Linked DNA regions of Sus scrofa: region 1 is linked to region 2. The links are chromatin contacts, called in public Hi-C maps. All regions are on one chromosome and are shown on one strand. The core of a region is the stretch at or near the end of the contact, and the rest is flanking DNA. Distances in the headings are between cores, read along the strand shown. Region 1 has its middle 92 kb from the start of DDIT4L. Region 2 has its middle 130 kb from the start of EMCN.

What was found. Hi-C and Micro-C count contacts between places; a contact is called where the count stands out from the background.
Region 1: a contact with region 2 is called in a Hi-C map of liver, with 6 times the contacts expected there. The contact joins two enhancer-like sites. A contact is called at or near these places in 2 of 47 Hi-C or Micro-C datasets (epiblast stem cells and liver).

What each region holds. Positions count from the first base shown.
Region 1 is chr8:120,278,347-120,281,046 of Sscrofa11.1, reverse strand. No RefSeq gene overlaps it. Among named protein-coding and RNA genes, the nearest start is that of DDIT4L, 92 kb to the left of the region's middle. Within about 2 kb of position 1,411, at least 5 of the 83 cell types and tissues checked have an H3K27ac peak or open chromatin away from gene starts, as enhancers often do. A contact at or near this core is called in liver, where this site is marked.
Region 2 is chr8:120,039,237-120,041,936 of Sscrofa11.1, reverse strand. No RefSeq gene overlaps it. Among named protein-coding and RNA genes, the nearest start is that of EMCN, 130 kb to the left of the region's middle. Within about 2 kb of position 1,251, at least 5 of the 83 cell types and tissues checked have an H3K27ac peak or open chromatin away from gene starts, as enhancers often do. A contact at or near this core is called in liver, where this site is marked.

The DNA.
Region 1 (2,700 bases), core at 162-2,661, 240 kb before region 2:
TAAGTGGACTCAAACAATATTTGTCTGTTTATGTACAATTTCCCTTTTAAAATGGATTTTACAGCATTAAGGAGATGACTTGAACGCTCCAAGTGGCTCCTGCACTTACCTTTAGTTTCCAGCTCAGTTACCAGTCCATGAAATATGGTAGGAGAGGCATGAGGGCTTCCCTTTTTGCCCCAGTGAGAACATGCCTCAATCCCTGGTGTCAAAGACAAATTAATTTCATGCCTTAGCAAACCAAGAGACTATATTATACTCATGCAAGAACAGTTTTATGTAAGTTAAGGAAATCAAAGTATATTGAGGAATACCTGTGGTAGCTCAGCAGTAATGAACCCAACTAGTATCCATGAGGATGTGGGTTCAATCCCTGGCCTTGCTTGGTCAGTTAAGGATCCGGCATTGCTGTGAGCTGTGATGTAGGTTGCACACGTGCTCAGATCCCATGTTGCTGGGGCTGTGGTGTAGGTCGGCAGCTGTAGCTTTGATTCAACCCCTAGCCTGGGAACTAACATATGCCAAAGGGATGGCCCTAAAAAGATGAAAAAAAAAATAATGGATTAACTGAGATTATCCCCTTTATTTTATATGTGTGTGCATGTGTGTGTATATACTCATAAAGGAAATGATTTTGCATGTGTTACATTAATAACTAATCTCCATAAGACGTGGTACAGCTTGAAAGGTCTTTTTCACAGACATTTTCCTATCAGATGTTGTTAATGTTAACTAATGAACATGTTAATGTTTATTCTCACATTGAGATGCCGTCATTCAGACTCAGTGAGATTAACTCCTTCACATGAACGAGGCAAATGAGTGTTGCTGCTGGACCCCAGTGCAATTCCACTGTGTTGGCACCACCTTTCCCCACTCCTTAATTACCCCCCAGGGGCATAGGAAGCCTTGTCTGGGCTGCGTGGAGTCCCAGTTTGGTGCACTAATCAGCAGATGCAGTGCTGGCTTTCTTTTAACCTGACCTTCCAAGAGACCTTTCCCTGTGTCCAACACTCTGCTGCTCACTCTAAGGACCAGACACTTGACCTACACATTGTGAGGCTCTGTGAGGGTCAGAAACTTCCCATGTCTGGCAAAGAGCTTCCCCCCGAGCTGCAGTAATTAGGGATCAGGAACTCTCTTCCTTCACTAAAACTGGGTCACATTTCAGATAGTGTTGAGAGAGTGTGGCGTGGCAGCTGACCAAGTTCTGCTGCTGGCAACAAGCATGGAAAACGGCCTTATGTTAAAGTCCAACACGAAATTGCAAACGATTAAAATAATAATAAAAAAATGCTGCCAACGGTATTAAAAAAAAAAAAAACAAAAACACTTGCAACATGTAAGGAACATCGCGTAAAGCATATTGGTTTACTCTGTGATCTCTCTGCTGTATCTCTGTGCCAGGTCTTACAGGAAACACAGCTAAGGGAGAAAGGTATGAAGCAGAAACCTCAGCGTGCTTTCTTGACTCCTGGAGCCTCATACTCCCAAGAGTATTGTCAGAGTGGTTTTTAATTTTTTTTTTTTTAAGCTAGTTTGGCAAAGCTGTAAGCAGTGTTTTATTTCTTGAACCCTGGCTGGGCACGTCCATTAATGAAGCGTATTCTGCTGGTCCTGCAGAGTCCCAGGCAGGGAAGTGGGTCCTGCTGCCTGGATTCATCCCTCAGTCGCTCCTTGTTTGCTCCTGTTTTCCATGGCACTTTGATCCTTTCTTGTTTCCACTCCAAATTGGTCTCCATGTATCCTATGTCATTTGGCACACTTCTGTTAAAGAACTTATAATATCCCAGCTCCTCTGAATTCTCCATGGTCTCTTTTGTCCTTTCTGTGTATAATGTTCATTGCTCTAAAGCCCACAGTTGAATCTTGCTAAGATAAGCTCCACGGCTCTGCTTGTTTCTCTGTAGATTCATCACACGCCCTTACTCCAAAGAGTTCACATGTTAGCCAAAAGTTCTTTTTTCTTTTTTAAATGATGTTTGATTTTAACAATTTGAAAGATCGATTTTAAAAAAAATCTGTCGTGGTTTGCTAATTTGTTATTGTTGCCCAATGTGCTTAGACTAGTTGAGTTTTTAACTTGAAAAAGTAAATCTTATCAAGAGATACCTTCATGGAATGACTCAAAAGAATCTTTCTAACTAATTGTGCTAGACTGGACGAGTTGTTAGACCTTTCCAGACATCTATTCTGCGTCGAAAATAAGGAGTGGAGACTTCCATTTGCCTTGGACCATTAAAATGCAACGATTTTATAAATGTATAAAATGAAAAGGAAATCTGGCACGTTGCCTGAGGACTCCTAGCAGTTACATTTCAGATGCTCTTGGCTGTGTGTTTCTAGAAATCAATCTCCTCATTAATCCTCTTTCAACTTATTTTGAAATTCAGCCTCTGGGAGTTCTCATTGTGGCTCAGTGGTAATGAACCTGACTAGTATCTATGACGACAGAGGTTCAATCCCTGGCCTCACTCAGTGGGTTAAAGATCCAGCCTTGCTGTAAGCTGTGGTGCAGGTCACATATGCAGCTTGGATCCTGCTGTGGCTGTGGCGTAGGCTGGCAACTGTAGCTCCAATTCGACTCCTAGCCTGGGAAATTCCATATGCTGCAGATGCAGCCCTAAACAGCAAAGAAAAAAAAAAAAAAAGAAAGAAAGAAAGAAAGAAAGAAAAGAAAAGAAAAGAAATTCAGCCTTC
Region 2 (2,700 bases), core at 2-2,501:
GTGTCGGGACTACAGAGTAATAAAATTGAGGAATTATCCATAAAAATCCAGTCTCCTTACTTTATCACCAACCTTCGGAAAGGACTTTTCCATTCATCTTTCTCCATTTCTAAAAATAAATAAAATGCAACCGAGAAAAAACCTGACCTTTTTAGTTACTATGATTTATCAGTCACGTTCACTATCACCTCTTGCCTCATGCCCTGTTCAACGGCTTATGCTGAAAATAAAAATAATTGAAGGAGGTGGGGCCAATACACAGAAGAGCAGTGATGATAACATGGTGTGTGTGTGTGGGGGGGGATATAGAGAATCCTAAAAATGATAAAAATCAGTATCTCATCTTTTTAAAAATAGGGACAGGACTAAAATTACCCTCTGTTACTGTAGAAGGATTATTTATAGATTGGTATAAGGAAACAAGTTCTAAGAGAAGGATCACTGCCAGTTTTGTGGCTCTTAAGGCAAAGGCAAGGTCAAATCCCCTGATCAGTAGAGCAGCTTGTGAATAACAAATTAAGAAGCTGGTCCTCCTTCAGTGCTCTATGTGGCCTAGACATGTGCGTCCTTTCTCTGAAATTAATGAGACCTAAATGACCATGAAAGACCTGTGGACTTATGACTGTGCAAGGACTTCAAGTTCATAGATTTGTACATTTGGAAATTATTTTACTATATTCTCCTTTATTCTTTCTTTGCCATTTTTTTTTTTTTAAATAAAGCAAGTGTCTGTGTTTAATGGATTACAACTTGCTGGTTATGTGAAAAGCTGCACAAATCACATCTATGAATTCTCGGTTTATAACTTAAAACAATGCCAATCTTTGGTAAACTTTGAATTCAGTGTTAGGAGAGGTGTATTTTTATTGATTCCAAGTAGCAAATTACCCAGCAGCCGGGAGAATGAGTCAGCAGTATTGTAATAACTCTATTTGCTCTGAGAAAACCAAATAACAGGTTTCCATTGAATAAATATGATTCTGTTTACTCAATGACAAACTGGAAAATAAAATTGTTTTTCCGAAACTCCAGAATCACGTAAGCCATCTTTCAAAATAGAATTCTTACAATAAACTTTGGGATTCTTATTCTTCTTCTTTTTTTTTTAGCACTAAGGAACATAATCCTTGATATGTTTGAGCAGTAAATTTCCTGTGGACCCTATTTTAGTCATTTCCTACATTCCATGAACAGGATATGGGAGGGGTAGCTGCTTGCCATTTATCTAATCTATCACTAACCTCGGAAACTAAAGGTTAAATTCAACTCCATTCTTGCCCACAGGCTAACAGAGGGGAATCATTCAGTCACAGCAACCACCCACTTAATTTTCTTTAGGACGCTTTATCCTCTCCAGATCCAAACAGCAAGCAGCTGGAAGAATAAAATTTGTGTCTCTCATTCAAAAACACATGAATGCTCTCTAGCATGAGCGAAGAGAAACAGTAATTGAATGTCCATAACTATAAAACAGCTTCAAAGTAGTATCATGCATATACGAATTTGTCTGTTGTAACAGTTATCTTCCCGTCCATGGTGACATTGTAATTGCTAAATGATTAACTAGTAACATGTCATAAATCTAATCTCCTTTCTTTCGCTCATGAAGGTGATGTAACTGATCTGGCAATAGTGGGCCTATAATTCAGATTACTGTCTAGTTAGGAGGAAAATTTGGGATTTTTCTATCCATTGTAATGAAAATGGTGAAAAACAGAAAAAAAAAAGGCTTAAGGAAAGTGTGAAGGGGAACTTTGTAATTTTACAGTGTTCATTTACATTCTGTATAAGGACAAGATACAAATAGAATAATAAAATAAGGATTAAAGGCATAATTTTTTAGGGTCAAAAGATGCTGCATTTTCCATGGGTCTGTGGCTGGCTAAACTTTTTACGCTTGCTTTATAAATGAGGGAAAGTAGTTTTTACTTTCCTCACTAGTTACATGATATCTCATCCCAGAAGAGCTGCCTCCGGAGAAAAATTAGTGCTTAACCTGGGATTCTGGGAGTTTGCTTTGCTTGCTGGTAGAGATCGTCTAACTGTGTATACTTGTCCAAGATACAAATGGGAAAAATAAGAAATTAGGAACAAAGAGAACTGGAAACCTAATGACAGTTACAATATGCTATTGTTGGTCAATTCTTCAGTTGACTAAAAAGAGTTCTCTTTCATTTTTACTTGCTTAAAAAATATTGTCTTCCATACTCTCTCAGGGTTGAATTCCAGAAGGATACCTTAAAAGAAGATTTAAGGATAAACTAATGCCTTGGTATAACCTTGAAACTAACTGATACAATGATAAAGAGTGTTCTTACTCCCAAACTGAAATGTGGTTCCTCAGCCTCAGAACCCATGGTCTTTGGGATAAGAGGTGAGTTTGAGATGCAATCTGACCCTGCTCTACCTTCTGCTCTGGGAGGAATTAGAATGGCCTTGTGTGTGCAAGGCTACTGGAGGCAGGAGACATGAAGATCAGGTTATGTTCATAAACCTTTTAAAGCTCTTTGAAAGATGACCCAAATAGAAATATTATTAACTTTGCATTTAGAATTAAAATTCAAAAGGATATGGAGGATAATTACTTTATGAGCAAATGTAAAATGAAAAGCTTGCAAAAGTAAGGCATTCACCAGTGAAATACCACAAGGTTAGGTATAATTTACATTTTAATAAAGGAATGGCCATAAATGATATCGT